Linked DNA regions of Anas platyrhynchos: region 2 is linked to region 1. Evidence: chromatin contacts called from public Hi-C data. All regions are on one chromosome and are shown on one strand. Each heading gives the region's core, a stretch centred on a gene start, on an enhancer-like site or on the middle of the called end of the contact. The rest is flanking DNA. Distances are from core to core; before and after follow the strand shown. Region 1 holds the start of SPRY2 (sprouty RTK signaling antagonist 2). Region 2 has its middle 100 kb from the start of SPRY2.

Region 1 (7,051 bases), core at 3,195-5,694:
TGACCTGCTGATGACAGACATAATTCTCCAATTTTTTTTAAAACTGGATAATATTTTGGTAGGCTAGTCTCTTTACACATTAAACTTTACATGATGTAAATAGGAAATTTTAGTTTAATACTAATGGTCCCAAGAAAAACACTAAATAGCAATAAAATGTTTGAGGTTAGACATTAAATGAGTTAGTGCTACCAAAAACTTCAACAGCAGAAGTAAAAATATCTTTCTCCAATATTTTAGTGTGTGTCATACTTGTGTACACCACTACGATTGTTATTTTAAGGATCAATACTACAAAAGCAATGCTACCAGTTTTATTTTTTTTAAAACATGTAAAAAATTCCATAGACTACATTTCCAATTGTGAATATTACCAAGAGTGGCTTGTGGGACAGAAGCATGCACAATACAATAAAACAAAGCTAGCATCCAAGATTTGATTGCAATTATTACTTTAAAGGATCATTAACTACAAAGTTGAAATGCAAACTGAAGAATTTAAATGGAAAGCCAGTAAAAGACCCAGAATATGTGAACTTGTACATAACTAACTTCCACATTAAAATATGCACAAGTTTCAAGCACTGACCTCTAAATAGTTAGTATTTGTTTTGCCTTTATCATATTTTAAAGCTGTTCCCAAATCCAATTACCTATACAAAAATCCAGAACAATATTTTACAATTAAAACCCAAGCAGGAACCAGACTTCTTACAAGGACCACACAATGTCTTCAGTTATACCTAGAAAGAGCACCATAGTGTTACTCTGTACACATCAGTTACCAACAATAATACTATACCACAGTATAATAAAATATAGCCAAACACTTTAACAATGAATATCTCAAAACACTGTCTTTATTCTAACAGCAGCAGAAAACATTTAACATTTTAACTCCTGGCATCCTACCCTCAAGTATGTTTTCTTTCAAAAAAAAAAAAAAAGTTTTAAGAGTGACCTAACGCTTTAAATACTGCCAAATCCTGGTTTTGCAGGCAGTGTCATGGTGCCCCCCTCCCAAATAAAATAAAATAAAATAAAATGTCTTGCAAAGTTGTCTTGAAGCACTGTTTCTGTTTTCTTCAAAGTAAAGTTTTAAAGTATAAAATGCTTCAGCAAACTGGCTAAGTAGGCATTCCCTCGTCTAAAACTGTCTCGAGATAAAAAAGAATGTAAAATACGTTCCCCATCCTTGAGAGCAACCGGTAACCCTATCTGCCCTCCACTCTCTACCCCCCGCCCAGACTTTAGCCAGCAAAGCTCCTGCCTCTCCAGCAGTGACAACCCAGCGCAAAAGCGGAGCTGACCCTGACCTGCGAGGCGCTTAAAACGACCCCAGTCTCGGCGGCAGAGCCCCCCTCAGACGCACAGGTGGGAGCTGGAGGAGAAGCTCTGGCACTTTGCTGCCTCCATCTCCCTGCAGCAGGTGGGGCGCGGCAGCCCCCCGCCCGCCGAAGCTGCAGGCAAGGCAGCGGCCCCGTAAGTGCAGACAACCTGGAGATAAAGAGGAGACATCCCCTGGGCTGGGAGGTGGGAAGGGGCGGCCGCAGCCGACTTATCAGGAAAGTCAACCCCACGTTTCCTTTTAACTCTTCCCCCCCAAGCCCTCCCCCGAAAGATGCTAAAGAAGCCTTCCCCTGCCGGGTAATGCCCGGCGCCCTGCAGACGGTTTGAGACAACACCCCCAGGACAGCTGGGTAAAGGCAGATTACCCCCTCTCGCCTCGCCATAAGCATCCCTTCAGGTCCACAAAGCTCCTCTCGCTTTACCCATTCTCAGCGAGTTGTCTGAACTTCAGTTCCCCCCTCCCGCCCCTGCCCAGGAGGCATTTCTAGCTGAACATCAGTCCTAGCCGGGCGGTCTGCCTTCCTCTCTCTTTGATAGATCTGCTAACAGGTCAAGATGTAAAGCTCCAGCACGCTTATTTGCAAACACACGTATGCCTGAAAACTCCTCTGACCCACCACTTCTCGCCTTTCCATCCACCAAGCCCAGGGAAGCAGCGCTGGCCTTTTTGTGTGTGCGTGTGGGTGATAACACCATTCCCCACTTCCAAAAGCCAAAGTCCACTCTCGCAGAGCTCAAGTGCCATGATTGCTAACTTTTCCTAGCTGGGATTTTCAAAAGGGCGAGCGGGGGGCCGGGTTTTGTGCTCGCAAGTTTGGGGAACTGCGAAGCACAAGGGGCTTCTTGCTTGCTGTGGAAAAACCCCGTGTCTCGCTGGCTGGGAGAAGGAGAGCCTAAGGGGGAGAAGTCCTCTGGCCGTGAATTTCTGTTTTGTGTCCGGAGCCTGTGCAAGGCACCCCCACCCCCATCCCCACCGCACACACACCAACCACCTCCTCTTCTTTCAAAGTGCTTTGAAACCCCCATTAAGGGCCGAGTGTGTGATCGGACTATGGATTAGGGCAAAAGGGACTTTACCATCGGGGTGGGGCAAACTGACACACAAATAACTTGCAGAAAACACCAGCAGGTTTTTTTTTTTTTTTTTGTATGAGGGCTGCTGCACAGTAAACCCACCAAAAGGTTAAAAAAAAATAAAAAATAATAGAAGCTTCCCTACTCCTCCACATATGCACTCTGCACACTTTAACGTGGGGGGAGAAGTTTCCCCGTCTTCTGGATCGAATTGATTTCATCACACGAGAAATATACATGTACACACACACACACACATATTTATCCCAGGCGTGCACTCACTTCCGAATTGCACGGATCTCCCAACGCCACGACAAGACGGGCGTAAATCACGCACTGGAAGGCGGGGTGCTCGCTCTCCCTCGGGCCGGGGGGCACAAGCAGCCCCTGCCCTCGCCACCCCCGCCGCGCCCTCCCTTCACCCCTCGGGGGCTCGTCGGAAGCCCCCACGCGTGCCCGGCGGGGCTGGGGCGCTCAGGACCGCCCGTGCCCTGCTGCTCGCAGCAGGGAGATCGCGTCGCAGCCCCCCGCCTCCCCTTGCAGACCCCGCTGCCACTGCCTGCGACCCCCGCGCAGTCCCGCGGCCCCCGCGCAGCTTTCCGCCCCCCGCGGCACCCCAGCGGGGCGCAAACGCGGCTCAGCCCGCAAAACCCCAGCGGAGCTCCCCCCCCCGAGAGAAACCGCTCCGAAATCCCACCTCCAGCTCCTCTCTGGGAAAGGAAGGAGAGGGGAAGGGGGGAGAGGGAGAACCTGTGCGAATGGAAAAGGGATCGGCCTCAAACATTTCCACGAGTTTTCTTGGAGCAACCAAGGGGGGGGGGGGGGGGTTACTGAAAAGCTTGTTTTGCAAAGAAGGAAAAGGCTCTCACCGTGATCGCGGCGCTGCACCAAACCCCTCTCTCTCTTGTATTTTCTTCTTCCTGCGGTTTGCAAATAAATCCAGCCCTAAAGCAAAAAAAAATTCTTTTCCAAACTCTGCTTTAGTCCAACTTGCAAATTAGAGTAAGAATGATCACCACGTAAAAAGTCCAGAGCAAAGTTAGGTCCCTATCCCCAGATCGATTATAAATACGTGTGTGCGCGTATATACTATAATAATAATAAAAACACCTCTCCGGATCTGGATGGGTTTTCTTTGCTCCTAAAAACAAATCACTCTCACATACACTTTCCTTTTTTCGTCAATGAACAGGAGGCCGAATCGCCAATACCAAGTCACTTTTTTGTTGTTGTTGCAAATGATCGAGAGGAAGGGGAAAGCCAAAGAAAACAAAATGAAGTGGATCTAAAATAAAATCCCAAAGCTTTCTTCCACTGAGCTCCTCCAAAAAAGCAACTTGTGCAATGTAGCCGTTCTGCTGAGAGGCTGCTCGCTGCAAGCTCCTCTACCCTCTCTCCCTCTAGCTTTCTCGCTCCCTCTGCGAGCGTGTGTTGCAGGCAGCGCTGTGGTTTGCAATCGGGGGGGTGTTTTGGGAGCGCAGCGGATTTGTGGTGGTGGTTGTTGTTGTGTGTTTGGAGGAGGTGGAGGAGGAGGAGGAGGAGGAAGATTTGAGATCTGAGCTGTAGGGGCTCGGCGTTTTTCTGCTCGCTCGCTCTCCCCCTCTCTCTCTTTTTCTTTCCGGAGGAGGTAGGGTGATCTCTCTGCAAAAGCAGCAGTAAATGGCGTCATGTGGATCTGAGGAGGAACAGAGCAGTTGTTGTCCCAGAGGATATATCGCATCCGGTCCCAGCTCATTGGCTCTGCGGGGCTACATTCACTGGCGCTCCCAGCGCCCTGCCAGCACTCCGAGCTGTGGGAGGCATTCAAAAGGGCAGCGCTGCCTCCGCCACCAGCACCGCTGCCACCAGCGCCCCGGCCCCGGCCTGGGGAGCCCCGCAGTCCCGCTCCCGGGGCCCCGCTGCTGCGGCCGCGCCGCCGCCCGGCTCCACCGGAGGCTGCTCCGTGCACGCTCGCACGGCGCTCGGGGCTGCTTTTGTGCTCGCGTGTGTTTATTCAGAGGCAGGCAGCGCTCGCTTTACAGGGCGGCCCAGGGGAGCTGACTTCTCCCGGGCAAGGAGACCCGTTCCCAGGTGCTTCCCTTCCCCCACTCCTGCCCCCCCCCCCCCCCCACACACACTCACTCAGTGGAATAAAACTTTAACTTTCTGTTTCCCCCCCCCCCCCCACAACACCACCCCTTCCTTTTCAGCAACAAGCCCCTGGCCAAGCCGGGGAGGAGGAAGAAGGGCTGCATATTCCTCGGGGCGTTGTGCCGCGGCTGAAAACGCAGGGGTGCGGAGCGGGGCCCCGGGCTCCGCAAGAGTGGGGGTGGTCGGGGGGGGGGGGGGAAAGCAGCAAATCCCCCGCAGGGTTTGCGGCGGGGGCCCGGGCCAGGCTGCTGACAGCGAGCCGCGGTGCTTTCCGTGCCCCGGGCGACGGGGGAGGGGATAGGATTAATTTTTATTTTATTTTATTTTATTTTATTTTATTTTATTTTATTTTATTTTATTTTATTTTATTTTATTTTATTTTATTTTATTTTATTTTATTTTATTTTATTTTATTTTATATTTTTATTTTATTTGTTTTTCTTTATTTCATTTCATTTTACTTTGTTTCCTTTTACTTTACTTGTTTAGGTTGCTTTTTTTAAAAAAGAAAAAAATAAAACTTGGTTGCTGTTGTTCTAGTTAATGCCCTTTCGCCTGTGGGAGCAGCTCCCAAACGTGACTGTTCATCTTCTGAGCGTCCCCTAACACGGTGCCCTTTGGGCGAGCTTCAGTCACCAACTGTCGCAGGGCCCGGGCATCTTGCTCCTACATGTATCTTTAAGCGCGCAAAGCAGTGTATCCACGTAGGCATGCACAGAGTGCTAATATGCCCGTATCACGTGTGGCCCTGCTTAAAATATACACGGCGTGCAGAGCAGTAATGCATTGCATTATTTACATGAGCTACTCTCGGTGCAAAAAAAATCCAACAGCCCTTTTTAAAATACTGGAGGCAATTTGCAGGCACTTCCTCTTCTACACCTGCTAGTCACCACTTTTTGAATGAGGTGGTCGTTATTAATAAACATAGAAGAAGAAGAAAAAAAAAAAAGAGCAGTATAATACACTGACGGCCTTCAGGTTTTCATAATTTTCTAGGTCGGTATCCATTCTTCCGCAGTAACACTGTGCAGCCACACGTTATTTTTCGTAGTCACTTCACGGGAGGATGCATCGGGTAGCACAGGTCCACATTCGTCCTCCCACGGGGACTTCACCAGCATATTCTGGGCACAATGCTGCTGCCCCGGCTCGGATGCTGCCCCCTTCCCGTCCCCACCCTCCTCGCCCCGGGGGAGACGCGGATGGAGCCCCTCTGCCGGAGCCCTGAGGAGCTCAGGGATCGCTTTTAGGGAGGGCTCCCCGCCAGAAGGAGTGCAGGGGTGCGCGGAAGGAGGACGGGGACAGACACACGGAGCCCCCCGTGGGAGCCCTAGGCCCTTAACGCTCTGCAGTGGGCGATCATCAGGATCCCCAGAGTTGGGGGTGTTGGGGGACGAGGTGTTGGGGGACATCGTTTGCAAAGCGAAGCGCAGAAGGAAGCTCCCTGCTTGGAGCCGCACTGCAGAGCGTGCCTGTGGATTCGCCGCGGGTGGACCCGCACATCCTCAGGGGAGCACTGCATGGTCAGGACTCTTGTTTCCTCGAGGAAATCCACGGGGTTCATCCGTGAAGGATGTGCACAGGTTAAAACACTAAACACTGGACAGACAGAAGGCACAATGTTAATTTCACTTTGCTGTGGAAAGAGAGAAAAATCACTTCCTCCCACATAGTAAAGCCAAAAATATGTAAAGAACTCTTTGTATGAGTCTGTTAGATTATTTCTCAGCATATAAATGGAGTACATAAACTGAAAAAATCATAATAACATTTTTTTTTTTTTTAAATGGGGCAGTCAGTGGTGCAATCAGCAATTTAAATGCCAGTTCTCAAGTACAGGTGTATACACTTAATATAGTGAGTAGTCCTAATAATGGATATGAAAACAGTGAAGCTGTTTGTATTCGTAGAGCCAGTCAAGTGTGCAAAATGGTGAAGTATCAATCTCATCGGAAAAAAAAAAAAAAAAAAAGAGAGAGAGAGAGAGAACATAAAAAGTAAAAGCATACATACAGCATCCTACTATTGCTTAGTTTGAAAGAGAAGCACCAAACCTGCAAAGATTTGTGCACCAGATTATCTACTTAGCTTGCATACAGATAATCAATAACAATGTACAGGTATGAAAAATTAAGCATACATACATATATATATATATATATATATATATTTTCATATTGCGATCTCAAAGCTGAATTCACAGACCTTCAATTTGACGATTTTTTGAGACCAGCTTTCACAGGATTACATACATCACTCACATTTCACGGTTCTTGTAATGGACAGTGGGTTAATGCATGTGACTATGTTTCCCCTAGTGGTTTGCTCTAACAACTGCAAGATCTTTTTTTTTTTTTTTTTTTTTTTTTTTTTTTTTTTTTTTGCTTTTAGCCGAAGCAGACCTTGAATACATTCTCAGCACAGGAATGTAGCTGTTGTACATATATGTGTACATAGATACATATATATGTTTATGATTTCTTAGAATAGGAGC
Region 2 (7,051 bases), core at 1,555-4,054, 100 kb before region 1:
CCTCCTGTGCTTTGTAGTAAATGCCTTAGGTCAAAAAAGGCTTAGAATGTACAGAGAGGCATAATTTCTGTTATCCTCCTGTCCTGAATCTGGCCTTTTTAGCTGTAACAAAAATTCTAAGCCAACCCATACTTTTTGGATTACTTTAAACCCCATCACAGTGCTTTTCTTAAAGCACTTTATTTTGAATAGGAATAGCTCTGTGAAAGGAGTCTGATATGGGCTGAAACTAAATCAGTTTCAAGGAAATGCAGCTGGAAGCACACTAATCTAAAAGCTTCCCAAGCAAAGCAGCACAGGCATCTATTTTGCAGGGTGTCTCCGCCCCTAGCTAAAGGACACCAGGACTTTCTGAGCTCCTTTAACCCTTGCACTACAGCCTTGCTTCACAGGCAATATTCAGGAGGGGAAAAAAAAAGATGTTAATACTGCATTTTCTTTCAATAGTTTCTCTGTATAGCATACAGTTTTCATCAGTTTTCATTTGGTCAGCTGGGTAGAGGATGTGTAGTTTTGTTTCACCTTTCCCAGACCTTACGACTTGAACTTTAATGCTCGTTCAGTCCATGGGATGCAAGTTAGGGCTCTTTCTGTCATAAGAAATCCCTTTTATTCCCAGTAAACATGGAAAAGTTCACATGACATATTGTAACACTTCTCATTCCCACATCTCCTGTACGTGGGATTTTTGTTCCTGTAATTATGCAGCCTGTACTCACAAGTGTCAGGTCAAAGAGTGGCTCAAGGAGTTGGACTTGATGATCCTTATGGGTCCCTTACAGCTCAGGATATTCTATGATTCTGTGATTCTAAATTTTTAAGAAATATTTCAGGTGTTTACTGAAAGATTAGTAAAATTGTAATTAACACCATGGAAGTCTAAATAGGGAGCAAAGACAGTTCATGGTATGGGGACTGGGAGATGGGAAAACATCAGTAAGCCTGTAGAGTAGATTTCATCCTTCCCTTCACATAGAAACTCATTTTTTTATAACACAGAGGGCAAGCAAGGTGATTTTGTAGACTCTGGGCCTATCCAAGGTGTTGGATAGCAGGGTTTTGTTTTGCTTTTCCCATTTTATACATGTGCTCTGTATACATCAAAATTTTCACTCTTTCTTTTCATCACCTTCAAGCAAGTTATAACCTACATAGCTATTAAGACTATTGCTCCCCTTGGACCATTTCAGGATCCAAGCTATTGGCATGCCTATGTGGAAGATCACAGTTTCTTTTTGATCTCTTGAGTCTAAAGTTTTAAAATTGCAGGCGCGTTTAGCTGCCGCAGCCAAGGCACTTCCCACATCCATCCAGCCAGAATATCTTTTAACCACAGTGCACTGAAAGTGCATCACTTTTGCCCCTGAAAGTCACAGTTTACACTAATGAGTTCACTGGATTACTGGTATGATTCAAAGCTCTTTTAAAAGGCACTAAATTCTGTTTTGCCCTGAAGACAAAGTACAATAGCTGTTCAGGTGATTTGATTATAGTTACTTCCAGAAGTATTGGTATGTTTGACTTTTAGCTAGCAAAGTAGAGATAAGTCTAACTAGACAGTAAGGTGTTAATGAACTTTTCCACAGTGTTGTAATTAATAGCTACTCCAAAGACAGCAGTGATGAGAATGAGGTGGACTTCAAAAACTACCGCCTTTACATAGTTTGTTTTGGATCTGCTTTTATACTTACATATTTTCATGTATATTTCTACATCTATATATGTAGAAAATATAGAAAGAGATTCACTTATATGAAGTATGTATACATGAATAAACAGCAGACCACTGCCTCAAACACAGCTTTTCTGATTTTCTCTATTATAGCACTTTTTAGGTTTTCTTTGTATTCTGAAACAAGAACAAGACTATCAGTCTCTATAATCTGCAAATGCTTTTCACAAGCTTAGACAGAAGCAAGTGGAGATTAAAGTCAATGTGTGCATAATTAGTGTATTATGAATAGCATAGTAAATAAGAGTCATGCTGGCCTGAAAAAACAAAAGAGAAAAAATATTTTTTGTTACTGATACCTATCAGGACTTCTTGCTGTTTAGTCAGAGGCAGAAAATGGATTTACTTTGTGGTATGAATGGGTTTCTTGCACTCTTACGGTGAGGTCACATTCTCTTATTATCAAAAAAAACCTGAGTCCAACCTACAAATGTCACTAAGGGTACACTACTACCAGAAGAATAATCTTGCTTTCCTTCCCCAAAGATCCTTGTGTTGCCACAGGTCGTGCAGATGTGGGATCATGTCTCTTGAGAAGCAGCTGCTAGGAAGGGGGTGGGAGCTCATGGCCTGGGCCCTCCAGCAATGTCCTGTGCTTCCATCAGTGCTAACCCAGTTGTGAAACTGCACCTTAACTCCCAGTGTAGTCTGGGGTATATTGCTACTCCTTCTGCTTCAGTTCCACTTCTTTTTGCTTCAGTTCTCTTGTATCTCAGTTGCTAGCCCTTTTGCATAACTTTTGGAAATAAAGTCTTTTCCTGCTAATGAATAGTGCTATACTCATGCTCTGCTTGTTTAGATGTTGTGAAAATGAAAAGCAGTATCTGAGTATCTTCCTCGAAGAAGCTGCCCTTAGAAACACATTTTGCTGGGCTTGCCTCAGCCCAGATGCTCCCTAAAGAGTGAGCACTGCAGCTTTAAGGCTATCGTTCCAGATCCACATCACACCCACATATTTGTCCTCTCTTTACACAGCAAGTGCCAAGCGGTGACATCTACTATAGTCTCCAGGACATGCTGGTCTCCGCTGTGGAGGAAAAAAGGGTGAGAGGGGGAGGGGGACGAGCCAGAGAAAGCACAAATCCTGCTGTGTTCCAGAAGGATGAGTCACTTCCTCGCAGTAACTCTGAGGTGCCTTATTTATGGCTGCTCTGCTGATATGAAGCCCAGCTCAGTTCCTCGGCGGCGTCCCCAGGCTCGGCCTCCCTCCTGGCTGCCCATTAATCATGCGGGACTGTTACGAAGTGCACACAGAGTGGGAGTTCTGCCCGCCAGTGGCCTTTAGCTGTCTCCAGTTCAATGAAATTACCTTGTGTGAAGACTTGTTTTATGAGAGATTGGTTTATTTGTAACTAAACTACTTCCTCCGTTATTTGATAAGCTCAAATATTTGCTACTGATAGTCAGAGAGTGTCACATTTATTATCCCGTTTCAGGCATTGCTTAACTCCTTTGTATTAGACCTTTTTAACCCCTTTGAGGACAGCAGAAAAAAAAATAATAAAAAAGACTGGAAAAGTCTTACTCCTGTTACTCGTGCTTTGAAAAGAATCAGGTTAGATCCTATAAGGGAAGTGGCTTGATGAAAGTAAACTACTCTACAGTGATTTTTAAATTAATTTATTATTTTTTTTTACATTCAGCATAACATTCAGAATGATTCACTCATGGTGTTTATTAAAAATCAAAATAAAAGGAAAAGTGAGCTATACATTTTTCTTTTGTCATGTATTGTAAGACTTTATGGTTTAATCAAATGGCCACATACAAACATGAGGTACCACAGTGTCAAGGATGGGGCACATATATCATCTTTGACATTCCTAAGTCCTGATTTCTGTCTTGCCCCTGGTGGCTATATCACCTGTGACCTATTTGTGCCTCAGTTTGTGTGTCATTAACCCTTGCTGAAAAGCATACTTGCTTAGCTTTTCAAAGACATCTAATGTCTCTGGAAAACTAAAAACCCTGCAACATTAGAGCTAAGTAATATGTTTACAATAAGCTACTTCAGACACTCCCAAATTTTCCCTAGACTTTGTGTGTGTGTGTGTGTGTGTGTGTGTGTGTGTGCGCGCGCGCGTGGAAGTCAAGGGATTATTATTAACTATTTGCTTCTGAGGGTTCCAGCAATAAATCACCATCCAAATACAAAAGCTACTTGTGTATGTTAGGAAGAAGAAAAATGCCTAACTGTATCAGAGCAATCTTTAGGAACCTTGTCTACCTACTCTGGCTCCAAGTACTTATTACAAAACTTTCTTGGGCACTTGATGTTCCAGGAACAAACATGCTGTAAGCAGTGCATTTCAGCTCCTATCTGCCAACCCCACAGGTTTCTAAATCGTTGCACCACAGAATGAATGCTCAAATTAGGATGGGGCAGGGACATTAAGAAAACAATCCTTGTCTAATTAACAGGAGCAGGAGTATGGGGTCTGGAGTTGTCAGATAGAAAGTGTCTCCAGTTCTGTTTTGTGTTTTCATAAGCACCAAGACTGTGAGATACTTGAAGCCAGAAGGAAAATCTATAGGACAAAACCTCTGTCTGCCATAACTGGGGTGCATGGACATATTTCTCTAATGAAGGTTAGGTAATGGTCATTACTCACTATTAGCATATGATCATTATTCTGTAATGAGGATGGTGTCCTGGACTGCTCACATATTTTACACGGAGACTTTGAGGCATGCAGGCATTTTGTGTTACGGTCAACAGGATCTGGGGAAGGGTTTTGGAACAGTGTTGTGCCCAGAGCTTGCTGTGTGTTTGAACACAGGAACAGCTTGCTGTATAAATGCTTGTCAGAGGCTGCAGTGAGCCAGTTCTGCTGCTCACAATGCAGTACACTAAATAATATCTAAAATTAACAGGGCTGCTTTTATTTTAAAAAAGAAAAAGGGCTGATCTACTGAGAACAGAATGAGACTGGTTAGAAATCTCCCTCATGTGGAGGAGATATGAGTTTTCTGTAGGAAAACGTAGAAAAAGAAGCTGGATAAAAATTGACCAGTTTCTCATCACAGTTATTATTTTCCTCAATATGAGTATATGATATCTGAATGTTGTTTTCTGAAATTATTTTTGAGTATGACCACAAGTGAGTTTATAAAAATTTTTAGACATAAATATTCAAGTGGAGCTTTTAATCTTGCTGAGACATTATAGTCCATCAAAGTTCAGGGAAATTATTTTTTGTTCCTCTCTGAATTAAAAGTGATTCAAGGGAAATACATGTCCACTGTGTTAGGGAGGAAGGAAGTAATGTTTCATTTTTTTCTCTCACAGATGTACGTATATATGTAATCATCTGCAGGTTTACAATCAGATTATAGCAAGCTTGATGCACATGACCAGGTGTCTGGTGTGAAAGGAAATATTAGGCCTGACACTATAAGGATACTGACACTAACTTATAACTGTTACCTTCCCTGGGGGAGACTAAGCCTTGCACAGGTGGCTAAGTTGATTTCCAACCAAGAGCATGCTGGGGAGAGTCCAAATTGGCTGTTTCAGCTGAGGTCTGCTCTGGAAGACAGAGACTGCAAACTGAGCATGGGGAGACTGAAGGTTCATTAAGTGTGTGTTTGTCTTGGACTCTGACATGAAGATGCTGCTATTCCAGATGGGGATGAACCCTTAAGTCTGTAGACTTCTTTGGAAATGCAGGAGGAGCAAAGCTTCTACTGTGAATTCTAAAACAACAGGAGCTCACAAGACAGCATTCTTGTTTGACGTGCAAATTTTTAAAAATGAATTGTAAAATTAGATTTTATTTTATTTATTTATTTATTTATTTATTTTATAAGTGTGTATTGTTTAGCTAAATGCAATTATAAAAACAGGCATGTGTTCTGTATTTGACCATGTGTTCACTGAGAGCACAGGCCAACATCACTGGTGAATTTCTTTTTTGTACAAGTTTGAAGTGACAAACATTTAACAGTGTGAATGCACTCTATCAGCAATTTCAATCTAAAACTGATATGCAAATAGAAGTTCAAAACTGTATGTGTTTTGCTGTGGATCACAGAAAAGTTGTTTCTCTCTTAAAACATCTAGATTCCATAAGAAGCACCTGCATTCTGTTCAGATGTTTAATTCAGTTAGAACAGCCACTTGGGAGAGTGTCTGCAAACTGGATGTCTGAAAAGAATTAGTTCTTTACTCATTATTCTCTCAAATAAATTAAACTTTCTTTGACAGCAGCGACAAACTCCATGAAATACTTGATTTTTTTTTCATAAGTGTGAACTATGTATGTTGCTGCAATGATCAAAATAATTCTCTGCAACCTTCTTCCAAATATCTTGTATATTTAGACTTTATTGAATGGAAATTGATTTATACTTTCCTTCTATTTCTTTTTGAGTAAAAAGTAGTAAAAACATGAAAATACATTTTGTTGGGCAGAAGACTTCCATGTTCAGGCCTATGTCCACATGATTAAATCCATTCTCCTCTAAAAAACAATGTAAGTTCTTGTTCTTTATTGGGTACAGCCTTGAATATGTGCTGCTTCTTCATTTTTCCTATGTACTTGGCTTTTTCCTGACATATAACTATTACTGAAAAGTTATTCAACACCTTACTCCTCTGATGATTATAAATCTTCTGATTTGTCATCTAGATCAGCAATAATTTATACCTATTTTTGTTTGTGTCATCATTATCTGTTAGCTTTTAAAAAGCAGTTAACCATCTATAGGATTTATCTGCTTTCGTATTTCTAAATAAGGTCTGTGTCTACATAGGCTTAACTTTTGTTTTGGAAATGCATACAGAGCAAGTTCTCATAGCTGTATCTGATTCTCAGAGAGAAATATACTTCAGTGCTTCACTGTTCAGCAGACCTATGTCCTTGTAGGCATAAATACCCATTTTCGTCTGTGCAGAAGCAAGTATTTTGTTCCCCTGCAGGATGCAACCAGTCAAACTCATTTTGTTGTCCTAGACTCAGGTGCCTTTACTTCCTGCTATTGTACTGCAGCTTTGGATTATGAACCAAAGCAATATTTTATACTGTTCTCAGTTCCTAGTACCCAGGTGCTGCCGCTATTACAGGTTTTCTCTCTTTTATGAAATACAGTGTTTGAGAGGACTTTATTCCTTAGAAAGGTATTATACATTCTGCTTCCTCTTACCCTGATGAGGGTAACTGCTGAAAGGTTGTTCCTTACCTCCGTCTAGATTCAAAACTCCTCTGTTTTTAGGATCAATCATCATACTAGAGCTTGTTTACTATAGCTCTGTGTCTTATATTTTTAAAATTCTATTGTACTATGCTTTTATATTATCAAAATAATTATTCTGGTCAC

Evidence for each region. A called contact is a pair of places that touch in the nucleus more often than the background predicts.
Region 2: a contact with region 1 is called in a Hi-C map of subcutaneous adipose tissue, with 2.3 times the contacts expected there. The contact joins the enhancer-like site here to the promoter of SPRY2 in region 1. A contact is called at or near these places in 2 of 8 Hi-C or Micro-C datasets (skeletal muscle and subcutaneous adipose tissue).

The regions. Positions count from the first base shown.
Region 1 is chr1:161,585,930-161,592,980 of IASCAAS_PekinDuck_T2T, reverse strand. It overlaps SPRY2 (sprouty RTK signaling antagonist 2), which reads right to left and starts at 4,444. Exons shown (of 2, transcript XM_027442997.3): 1 at 3,294-4,444.
Region 2 is chr1:161,688,599-161,695,649 of IASCAAS_PekinDuck_T2T, reverse strand. No RefSeq gene overlaps it. Among named protein-coding and RNA genes, the nearest start is that of SPRY2, 100 kb to the right of the region's middle. Within about 2 kb of position 2,804, at least 6 of the 8 cell types and tissues checked have an H3K27ac peak or open chromatin away from gene starts, as enhancers often do. A contact at or near this core is called in subcutaneous adipose tissue, where this site is marked.